Regions from separate parts of the Gossypium hirsutum genome. Here region 1 is linked to region 2. The links are chromatin contacts, called in public Hi-C maps. All regions are on one chromosome and are shown on one strand. The core of a region is the stretch at or near the end of the contact, and the rest is flanking DNA. Distances in the headings are between cores, read along the strand shown. Region 1 holds the start of LOC107948986 (pentatricopeptide repeat-containing protein At1g73710). Region 2 has its middle 12 kb from the start of LOC121228221.

Region 1 (6,322 bases), core at 3,333-5,832, 49 kb before region 2:
AGTATTATATGGCGAGATTTATTGGTTGAATGTGATCGACATTTTCTATTTCTAACTTCGTTTAGATTATATTTTAAAAACCAGTAATTTAAATTTGTATAAATTAAAGATGAGGTTTCAATGATCTACACATGTGATTTTGGCTTTAAATGGCAGTTAACCGGTATTCTATTTGGTTGATAGTCACCAATACATGTGTTCATGTTGATTTTGACATGAGCTCATTCCTTTCCTCACTCCTAACAAATGATTAAAACAAAACTTTGTTGAGGTAATTGAATCAAGTCTTACAATATTAATCCTTAACCTTTCAGATTATTTGATACACACGAGTTCTTAATTTGGATTAAGAAATGATCATGTTTTTTTGTTATTATCATTTTATTTAGGGTTAAATGATATGCTCTAAACTTGATAATTATTTTCATATTGGGATTTAAACTTTTTCTTGGTCCAGATTAGGCCCCAAATTTAGCAAATATTCCCATATTGGGAACTCAACTTTGTTTTTCTTCAAATTAATCTTTGAAAATCCTAAATTCAAACATTAATTTAGAAACAATTGTCAAGCTCTAATGTGGAAAAAATTATCAAATTCAGGTTTCAAAAAGTGATTTAACTCTTATCTAATAGTCAGATTTCCAGGGCAGGAATCGAACAAATGCTGTTTTTGCACTGTGTTCTTTGATATCATAGTAGTCGATTTGTTTCAAAATTTTGTGAAATATGTTGCTAAGTGGATAATGTTATAAAACTGAACATTCATCGAAAATTCTGCCACCTTAAGGAAAATTTTTTGTATATACACACAAAACACTGCACAAGAGCTGAGCTGGGTTGAGGCCGCCTTGGGCCATGACCATGTATGGCTGAAAATTCATTTCTGCCACTATTGCTTATTCCTTCGTACAAACATCTTTGAATGCCAATCACAATATTCCACAGCATCCAAGCATATATAAGTAGAGAAAAATATAGCAGCTATTACTTGATGCATTCATGGAGGCCCAAGCTCAACACCCAAATAGACTACCACAATAGAATTATGAACAACTTAGAAAAACATGCTTAATTTTGGTATAAATTGAAGCCACTATTTACATTCTACCTTCTTCAATCACTTTTGACTTCTATTATCTACACAACTAAATCTTGGAAGCTTTTTATGTTGCTGTCACTATACAGTATACACCCCATCAGAGACAGTTGAATACATTTGAATACGAGATTGGATTGTAAGATTCTAGAGAACATACCGTGCTCTTTCCTTCGGCCTTGGGCTCTCCAAATAATCTTTGCTTTTTGAACACAAATTTCATCTCTTGGTAAATATATATTTGAATTCTACGGGTCAAGAACAATGTCTTCGCTTCCGCTTTCGCCTTCAACCTCAGACTCTGAAAAATCTGGTCCTTCAAAAGCGAATTTCATCTCTTGGTTGACTAATTCGGCAAGGTCTGGCTTGTTAGCATCTTTGTATGCATCCATGACAGCCTTAAACAAGGATTCATTAGGCTCAATCTCTCCGTACTTTAGTTGGCTGTATATTCTCTTCACACCTTCCAACATACCAGCTTTCCCATAACAACTCACCAGATTAATGTAAGTAATAATGTCTGGCTCCAGACCATCATCCTTCATTTTCATGAATATGTTCAAAGCCTTGTCAATCTGCCCTGATGACCCGTAAGCATATATCATTGCATTGTACACAAAAGACTCGAGAGGTATTTCCGCTTTTATGATGGCGTCACAAGATTTGAGTGCATAAGCATGTAAACCTACTAAAGAAAAAACAGTAATGATAACAGCTTGTCTTGCATATGGTTTCCCTTCCTGGTATGATGATTCTAGTTGTGTTACGGCTTCAATCGGAATGCCTCCCTTCTTGAGTGACGTTAATAGTACATTAAAGGATCCCATGTCGGGTAAAATCTTTCGGTTAATCATTTCATGCAACAATTCACCACATCCACGCAACTGGCCATTAGTGACATAGCATGCCATCACCTTATTGTATGAAGAACAGTCCCTTAACAAACCAGACTGTTTCATCTCATCTGCAACATCAATCGCTTCGTCGAGCATACCCATGCTTTTGTACAAATACATCATAGCTGCAAACGAAAACCCATCCGCGCCACCATTTTCTTTCAGATTGTCAAAAATACATCTGGCTTCAGATACCATCCCTAGATCTGCGTAAAGATTAAGCATACTATTTGATGCAACAATATCTGGACCACCCTCTAGATCCTTAATCTTTTCGTAAGCACGTTTTGCTCCTTCCAAACACCCGACCTTGGTATAAGCCTTAATCAGTGAAGTTAGCACTATCTTGTTTGCTGATATACCAGATTCTTCCATCATGCGAAAATACTGAAGAGCTTCTTCAACACCACCAGTTTCAGCAAATCCATTGATTAAGGACCCAAAAACAATTTCGTTAGGCTTCACCCCTGCACTGATCATTTCTTGGTACACATCAACAGCATCAGAAAGCTGGCCAAGACGGGCATAGCATGCAATAAGAGAGGAATATGTTTGACACTTTGGTTTTAATCCTGCTGCTCGCATTTCACCTAAGAGGTCTCTTGCGTGATCCACTAAATCACCTCCAGAAAACATTTGAATTAGGGAATTATAAGTGCATTCGTCAGGCCAAGTCCCATGATTCCTCATGCTCTTGAAGAGAGAATAAGCTTTATCGTAAAGTTCCGCTTTGCCATAGGCTTTGACCATGACATTATACTCGAGAACACTTCTGTTCTGCCTCGGACTATCTCTTTTGCCATAAAATACAGCCTCAGCTTCAGACCAAAGCCCCCTTTCAGCATAAGCATCTATAATTGCAGCACTTGTCTTGGATGAAAGCTCATGATCCAAAATGAACTTTTCAAAAAGCATCTTCGCTCGGTCAAGCAGTCCTTCAGCAATATACATCTTTATAATTACAGGAAGAGACTGCTCATCAATGTCAATACCAAATTCCTCCATTTCTTCAATCACAGTCTCCGCTTCTTGAACCATATTCCTCTCGCACAATATATGAAGAACAGTTCTGTGAGTTACAATATCAGGGAAAAGACCTACTTTTCTGATTTTCCTATAATATTCCAGGGCTGCTTCAATATTTCCTGCACCAGCATACAAAGACAAAAAGATGTTATAAGTCTTCGTGTCAGGAGGTATTCCCCTTTCTTCCATCTTAGCAAGCAAGGATTCGGCCTCCAATAAATGACCATGACTTCCACATGTAAAGATCATAGTGTTAAAGGTGATCGTATCCATTGCCACACCGGATTTCAACATTTCAGCAAACACATCCGCCGCATCTTTGAGGCGACCTGCTTTTCCATACAAATCAATCAAAGTATTGTATGTAGACGTTAGTCGTGGCTTTCTCACAGAACTTTCTGTATCTGGTGAACCTGAAGTTCCCGAAACAGGACTTCTACCACCTGTCCTGAATAGCTCAGTGGACAGAAACTGCTTAAAGCTAATGGCTGAACCAGACCCATTGTCTAAAACAATCATCGAATCCAACTCGATATCATTCAAGTCCACCCTGCCAATGCACCAATCCTTATAAAACGTATCTGCCCTATCAAAATCCCCAGCATCCTTGAGAACCCTAACAACCGTATTCATGGTTACTTCGTCAGGGTAAAGTCCCCTAAGTCTCATATGCTTAATCCAGAGCAAAGCTTCTTTCACCATACCAGCCTTCCCATAAACATCAACAAGCATACCGTAAGTATTATTAGTAGGCAAGACACCGTTTTTCGCCATTTCAATCCAACAAAGCCTCAACTTATCCCATTTTTGAGCTCTCCCCAGCGCTCGAAGCACGATATTATAATGAATTACATTCGGCACATAATCTTTCAATGATTTGAAAAACTCAAAAACATGAATAAGCCTCTCACAGTTACTCTGTTCTTTGAGTACCACAGTCTGTTCTTTAGGACTCAAATTCTCACAAACCGAAGCGAGGGTTTTATCTAAATTCTTATCGGAATCCAAAGACCTAAGAATCGAAGGCAAAACACCTCCATACCTCTTCTTTTTGACATTACTCCAAGAGCTTCTAGCAGGCAAAAACAGGGTTTTGGAATGACAGTATAGCTTAAACTCTAGATGAAACCTAAATCCTCTTGAATTCAGCATCTGGGAATAAAAGTTTACGCTTGTACGTAGTCCTGGCTCAAGCAAATTTAGGTTATTAGAAAATCTTGAGTCATTGAATTTAAACCCGGTAAAAGCTCTAGCAACGCAAGGAAAATGGAGGGGAGGGAACTTACTGGGCAAAACCAAGATGTGAGGTCGGAAACTTTCACGACTCAATTCTCCTGAACTGTAACTCCGAATCATTTTGTGGGTATTGGGGGTTTTCCTTTGGGTGGGGTTTTCGTGGGGATTTAGGGTTTTAGGGTGAGTGCATTTGGTAGGGTTTTGGTGGTGCTCCGCTCAGCTGGACATTGGGTTTTTAGCATTTAAGGAGAATTGGATTTGGAGTTAGCACGTCAGCATTCGCCACAAAGGCATTAGAGTCGGTGTTAGGGTTGGTATTGATTCCGTTCAGTCGAATTTTTTAATTGTTTATATAATTTTTTATATTAATTTTCAGATTTATTATTTGACAAAATTTTAAAATGTTTTTATAAATATTTAAAAATTATTTTTAAATTATTTTCATTATTTTAAATATAAAATATTTATTTTTATACTATAAAAAATAAAATTAATTATATATTAAATAATTTTAAATTTATATTTCATAAATTATGTTTTGTTTTTTTTTGACAAACATAAATTATCTATATATCTTGATTCGGGTTGATTTTTGGTTTTGTAAATTTTTTTCTCTAGTGTTACCAAAGCGAAACCAACACTCAACAAGTTTACAAAAGCAAATGTATAAATTAAGTTAAGTCTATCAATATTTCATTAACAAATGATTGATCAATTTAATTTTACTTTAAATCGAATTATTTAAAATAATTAATTTAATAAAAAATGATAAATTGAATGTATGAATTAAGTTAGTTTGCACTGACTTTTGCTCAACTACAACAAATTTACAACCTTTTATTTAATTTTAAAATTATTATTACTAAAAAGTGCAACACATATTTTTATTTACATTAATGGAGGTTTGTTGTGTTTTTTTAGAGGTGTAAGGGGAATAAGGTGTCATTATGAGTATTCTTTCAAAATTGTTGCATATGGCAGTGATGCAAGGAGTTTTCAAGTTTCATCCTACATGTCTTAAGAGTTCATCTTACTCATCTTTCATTTGTTGATGATCTTATTCTTGCAAATGGCACAATTAATTTAGTTATTGGTATTTGGTGCATTCTTCAAGAGTTCTACTATTTTTCTGGTTTGCAACTTAATGTTTCTAAGACTGAGATCTTTGCTGCTGGTATGAGGATGATTTAGTAATTGTGCAAAGGGTCACTGGTTTTAAGTTGGGAAGGTTGCCTGTAAGCTATTTGGGTGTGCCTCGGGTTTCTAGGAAGCTGTCTATTAATGATTGTAATTCTCTTTTGGAGAAAATTCAGGCAAGAGTCAATGGTTAGGCGACTTGACATCTTAGCTATGCTGGTCGGTTGTAGCTTATCAAATCTGTAGTCTTCAACATTCAGGCTTTTTGGTGTAGACAATTCTTAATGCCTGCAGCTGTGCTAAGAAGAATTAATCAAATCTACACCAGATTCTTTTGAAAGGGGAAAGATTTTGCAGCTACTGGTGCTAGAATTTGCTGGTAGTCAATTTGCTTACTCAAGGCTGAAGGTGGCTTAGGATTGAGAAGCTTGGTTGACTGGAATAAGGCTTGCATTCTACAAAAAATCAAGGCCCGTCTTACCGAAGAGGTCCTCCTTTAGATTGCTTGGGTTCGGGCTTATGTTTTGAAGGGAGGGAGCTTTTGGGATGCTACTTGTAATTGATCTGCCAGTAGCTAGAATTGGAGAAGATTTCTTAAAGCTAAAAGACATTGTTGCTAGGTTGCCTGCTGGCAATATTGCTACTTTAAAGATTTTGGGGGAGATTCGAGTAAAAAATAATAAAGTTCCATGGCATTAGCTGATCCGGTTTGCCTTGCATATTCCAAAGCAGTCGATCATTGCTTGGATGGTTGTGTTAAATAGGCTTCCAACTAAAGATAAGCTTTCTTCTCAAGGTCTCAATGTTGATATGGTATGCTTATTGTGCAACAGGGCTGAGGAGTCTAGGGATCACATGTTATAATTATTATTGTCTATTCTAAGAAGATTTGGGGCTTTGCAACTTTGACAGGGTTGTTGGCCATTGGAGA
Region 2 (6,010 bases), core at 2,243-4,742:
CAGATTAGTGCCATTTTTAGATACCCAACTTGGGACTGTGCTTGCTGCATGCTACTACAAAAAAAAAAAAACTTGTCACAAGCAATCCGTTTGATCTTTTGGATTACAACTGTGGATGTAGTTGAAAGTAGAGACCTGGCCAACTAATAGAACTTTTGTATATCCACCAATGAACATGCAAGTTGCAATTGGGTGCCCATGTGATCCTATATAGCTTTCAATTAAGACTTGGAATTAAATTTGTTGATATGGTTTTGAAATCATTTTCTTCCCTTAAGATTTTATAAGGGTGAAAATCTCGTCGGTAGTAATGTTTATTGAAAAAGTAAATGGTTGACCACAAAATATGCTCTATTCTAATGAGTAAGGATCGAATCCTTGCCCACATGATTAAAGAACGAAGTGAGCTATTACCATGCCACACATTGTGGTTATATCCACATTAGATTTACATTTGAGGAATGATGACTTAATTTCATTTTTGAATGAAGAGAATAAAAGTATCATGGAGGCCCTTATACTAAGAGTCAGATAGTATTTTACCCCCTCTACTCAAAAAATGAAAAAATTAACCTCTATACGTTAGATTAAAGAGCAAATTGATTTTTCTGTTAAACTTTAACCGAAAAGACTATTGCTCTTCAATATAATGTATAGAATCTAAATTACCTATTTTTTAATAGACAAAATAAGATACAGTCTGAGGTCTAATACAGAAATTTTCATAATATTTTCACCAAATGAAGAGGTACAACAATTTCCAAATCGGGTAAATGGGGCAAACACCCACGGATTATCCGCCAACTCTTTTGCCTCTTTTTCTTTTGTTCTGCCATGACTTTGAGCTTTCCTTCCCTAATTTTCTATTATATATATAGAAAAGGAAAAAATCAACTACGCCAATCAATGACCACTTTTTTTTTTTCTCTCTCTTTTCCTTTTTCTTGTTTAAAAAGGTGATTGGGATGTAATATTTTTCCACGCAGAAGTAATGCATTTCCATCTGTACAACTAGTCTAAAATGTAGGTCCCTTTTTGCTTTTTGCTTTTTTAATTTTTTATTGATTACAATAATGAAGTTTTGGTTTATTCACAAGCTTAATATTTAACTTCTTATATTTGTGTCTTCACATAAATTATATATATTTATATTAACATTACTTAATTCTCACACATGAATGGGTTTTTGTTTTTTAATCTACTCAATATGTTTTGTTATTTTAATTATAATGATTCTAATGTTATATTATGTGTAATTATACTTATGATTGTATCTGTAATGTAATAAATATATTTATCATAACTTTATGTTAAAAATAATCATTGGTTGAAATGAGTCTCGTGAGTTTAAATTTCATTATGATTAATTTTTTATTAATTTTATAAAATATATATATACAAAAATATCTTTATATATAAAAGGTTATATTAATATTTTTCTAACCGAATTGATTTTTAAATTTACTTGTGTTGTCAACCCACTCAAAAGATTAAATATAAATATATTTGAAAATTATTCTAATAATATTTTATTTAAATTGATATCAGATTAGTTCATGAAATTTAAACCCTAAAGCAAAACTTGTTTTATTCATCTCTTCTCGATATTTTTTTTATTTAATGCAATATTTCCAATTTTTAAAAATAATTTTATAATTACACAGATCATTTTACATATTTGAGATCCCAGGGTAAAAATAAAAAAGCTTCAAAGGTAGTTAACGATATTCCATTATAGTGATGGAGAAAAATAGCAGAATAACATTGACAACTGACTGCATTTGTGGGTCAGAAAGAAGACTACATTTTATCTATTTACTAATCAACCACTACAAATTAAAATGATTAAAAAAGGCATTCTCACAAACTTTAACCTTACCTTTATCTTCTTGAACAAGTAAAGCCTCCATCACCACAAAAGGTGGTGGGGTGGGGGACTATCTTCATACATATCAAGATGGATTCTAAACTCAATCTTTTTTTCTTTTTTTTTTTACATTATTATTTTATTTCATGGTAGATGTTAGATTTTAGGTAATTATTTGTTTGATTAAGGAAAATGTTGTTTACCTCTACCTGGTTTCCTCCATTTGTAATTGAAAGTTTTGCAGCAAATATTGAGAAGAATATGGGGCTTTCATATTACTTATTTGTAGAATATGTGGGATTTGAAACGGGTAAATTGCATCTTTCATAAAGAAAGTTTGAAAAAAAGAAAGAAAAGAAATTTACTAATTTTTTTATCTTGTACAATGCATGGATTAGATTACATGTATCAATTTTAGTATTTTATATTTATTTATTATAATATTATTATAATATTTGTAACATTTTGAATAATACTATGATTGAAAAAAATTGATAGGGAAAATTCATTAATTCATTCAATGAATGAGACCATATAATTCAATGGGGAAAAACAACAAACACCCGTTGTACGCGCTAGAGAACAAATTCCATCAACACAACAAAAGTTTCAGCTTCAGCATCAATAGAACATTATGGCATGTTAACAATTGGTTCTATCACAACTCAAGCACAACATATCAATAGTGATTGTAAGCACTTAATACAATAAGAAAATCAACCCCGGGTGGTCCAAAACGGCGGCCATAAATCTGCAAAAGAATTAAGTATTCACCAAAATAGAGAGGATGACGACAAAACCAACGCTAAAATCACTTACAAAAGCAAAACTACATGCATAAGCAAAGCCTAAAAAACGAATTATAAGAGTAGAAAGAAGAACTTTTAAAAGTTAAGACAACAGGAGTTTAAACTGACTCATGAAATTATTTATTATTCTGAAATATTCTCAAAATAGAAATAGATTAAAAAGTCAACAAAAAGCTACTCACTGTCTAAAAGAAACTATTAGTGGTTGGTGGTATTTCAACAATGATAGGCACCGTCGTCTGTCCATTACAACTTGTGAAGATAATAAAGATATCTACAAAATAGATTTGTAAATTGTTTTAGAGAAAAGAAGCGTGGAGTAAATGAGAAGAAGAAGAAGAAGAAAAAAAGGTTGGTGGACAAAAGAAAAAGGTGGCTGTAACTAGACAAAAACAAAAAGATAAAAAGCATGGTTGAAAAATTTTTAAATAATATAAATGTTTATTTTTTAAAATTATGATAGTTTGCATTATGATAAATATAAAAATCAATAAAATTACACCCAATACATATAAATATTCATGCAATATTAAGAAAATGTTTTTTTTAAATCACTTTAATTCACATGCCATTATACGTTATAAATATAGCAAATAATATCATTGAAACTATGGTTAAATATAATATATACATAAGAATATAACATTTGGAATATATAAAAATTAATTTCACATAACTATAGCTAATATGACATAAATACAACAATTAAAAAATAAAAATTGGCTAGTAAAATAAACTTAAAACTAAGGAATTATACCAAGCCCAATTTTTGGGCTAAAACCTTGCTTGGCCAAGTTGAGATGACGGAGTGGCCTGTTGGGTAGCTCAATCCGGTTCGGGTTCAAACCGAGTCCTTTGACCTAGGTCAAGGCTTGAAAGAGAAGGCTTTACTTTTTTAATTCATTTCCTCCCTATCTTCAAAAACAATTATTCTTTCTCTTTTTTTTTTAAAAAAAAAAAGCCTTAGCTGCCTGCAGTTAGCTACCGTTGCTTAGTCCGCCATGCTCCGAGGCTTTCGCCGGTTGGAATATAAAAGTTGCAAATTAATGATTTGAAAATCAATAGAATTATTAAAATCAAATTTAATTAACTGAATTAGATTGATTAAATTGAGTATTGCTATTAATTGGACACTGTCTGCTGCAGTGAGAATGCGTGTAAACCTGTAGAAGGCCATATTTTAGGCCCATTAAAGCATCATTCAAGAAGGCAGCTTTAAAGTTGAAAAGATTTAAGAGGAAAGTAAGCTCCAGTCTTATGTACAGAAAGCCCAACTTGATCTTCAAAGTTTAATGAAATACAGAAATACATTGTTTTGTTTGTACCAAATGACGAGTACCTCGAGTTATAAGCTAAATTTCCTATTTTAGATTATAATTAAATAATGATAACTTAAATTTTAAATGAACTACCATTTTTCTTTTAATATGTTTATACAATATGTGATATTAAAAGTTGGAGATGATTTTCATGATATATCAAACTTAGTTAACGAGATTCGAGAGTATTTAGAAAGTTTGAGGCAAGATTTGAGCTCGAGCATCAATAACGTAGTGTGAGTTTAGACTTCTTAGTGATGGAGGGAGTTTACATAAGGAGGAGCTTGATGTGGACCTTTTTGGACAAGTGTTCTAGTACATGGGATTGGTAGTAGAATCATGGAGGCTTTTTATTAAGAATGGATAGGATGTAATTTGGTTACATCATGGAGTGATGGTAATGAAGTTATGAGTTATTTATTGTATATAGACTTAAATATGATAAGAGATCTCAAAATGGATCTTGATATAATCCTAATAGTTTTCTATTGAAAAAATCATTTTTCAAACAAACTTCTTTTTAATCAAAGTGGTTGATTTGACAAAATACCTCAGTTAAAATCCTTATGTATAACAAATATTAAATTTAAATAACAAAGTATTTGCAATCTTAAACATAAACAACAGTCATTTTAGGTAAAACATTTTAGACTATTTTGGTTTAAATCAAGTAAAGTTTGGGTTAAGAAAATTTCAAATAGATAAGCACTACTTTCATGTTTTTTTTTTTTGGCTAAGTTCAAGAAAGGGATAGCAAATAGCAAAGCAAGATGTTGAATCTATGAGACTTCTTACCATGAATTAATGCATGAATCATAGCAGGGGAAAAAGGAAATTTGATTTTCCTCTGGTTTATGGGTCGAGACGAATTTTAGTCTTAAATCTGAACTTGATTTTATTTGTTCAAATGATTCATTTTATTCTTTTAAAAAAAATAATAAAAACATATCAAAGTTAAAATCTATAAATCTAAATTTGATTTAAAACAAATCGAAAGGACTACTTAATCCATAAACACTTGTATAGCTAAGTTCCAAACTCAATTTTGTTACAATAGAGCAGCCAAGTTGGCAAATACAGGTTTGATTTTATCTTTATCTTCTCAAGCCATTGCCATCAAAGAGGCTTTAATACAGCTATCCCTATATGGATCCACTGTTTTACCAAGAATGAAATGTCAAATATGAGTTAACACGGTACCATAGCTTTTCCATCTTATAAAAAATATTTTAATTATTCAATTTCTGATTTATTAATAATTGTGTTATATAAATATTCAATATTCGTCGGACTTTTCATATCATTGTTAGAGAAATTATTTTATGGACTTTTTTTCACCACATGATCTATAGTCTCTTTCTAATTATTTAATAATATTTCAGTAATTTTTTCATATAATCTATATATAATTTTGGTAACTTTTTTACTCCAAACTTTGGACTATGGACAAAAAAATTTATCAATTAGGGTTAGCTCAACTTCAGTTATTAATTAATAATAATAATAAACATTTTCAATTTAAATTTAATTATAAAAGCGACTAACTTACCATTAAATGTTAAAAAAATAAAATATTTACGGGACTAGGCCGATTAAATGAAAAAGGATGGGAATAGGCCAATTTTTGAAAAACGCTTCCAATTAGAAGCATTTTCAGGTGATACACAGAAAAATACTTCCAGCTGAAAGCTCTTTTTGCCATATTTCAGCAAAAGCGCTTCCAGCAAGAAACTCTTTTCCCTTGATTTTTCCAGCGTCGTTTTTAAGGGGTTAGGGTTTTGTTTATTTAAATTAGGATTTAGGGTTTTGTTTATTTAAAGTAGGGTTTAGGGTTTTTTTGAGATTTTTAATTAATTATTTTGTAATAATTTTTTGAGATGTTAAATAATAATTTAATTTAAAATTAAAAAATATTGTATTTTTACACCAATCGCATATTCGAATCCCGAAAAATTGAATTAGATTCATAATCGAAACTCTATCTACTTTGCAGGAATAAAATATTAATTATTAAT

Evidence for each region. A called contact is a pair of places that touch in the nucleus more often than the background predicts.
Region 1: a contact with region 2 is called in a Hi-C map of leaf, with 5 times the contacts expected there. The contact joins the promoter of LOC107948986 here to the enhancer-like site in region 2. A contact is called at or near these places in 15 of 34 Hi-C or Micro-C datasets (anther, callus, hypocotyl and 2 more).

Annotation. Positions count from the first base shown.
Region 1 is chrA04:82,284,754-82,291,075 of Gossypium_hirsutum_v2.1, reverse strand. It overlaps LOC107948986 (pentatricopeptide repeat-containing protein At1g73710), which reads right to left and starts at 4,582. Exons shown (of 2, transcript XM_016883676.2): 1 at 4,305-4,582; 2 at 1,055-4,202. The coding sequence starts at 4,374. The coding sequence ends at 1,345.
Region 2 is chrA04:82,234,738-82,240,747 of Gossypium_hirsutum_v2.1, reverse strand. No RefSeq gene overlaps it. Among protein-coding and RNA genes, the nearest start is that of LOC121228221, 12 kb to the right of the region's middle. Within about 2 kb of position 3,492, at least 3 of the 9 cell types and tissues checked have an H3K27ac peak or open chromatin away from gene starts, as enhancers often do. A contact at or near this core is called in hypocotyl and leaf, where this site is marked.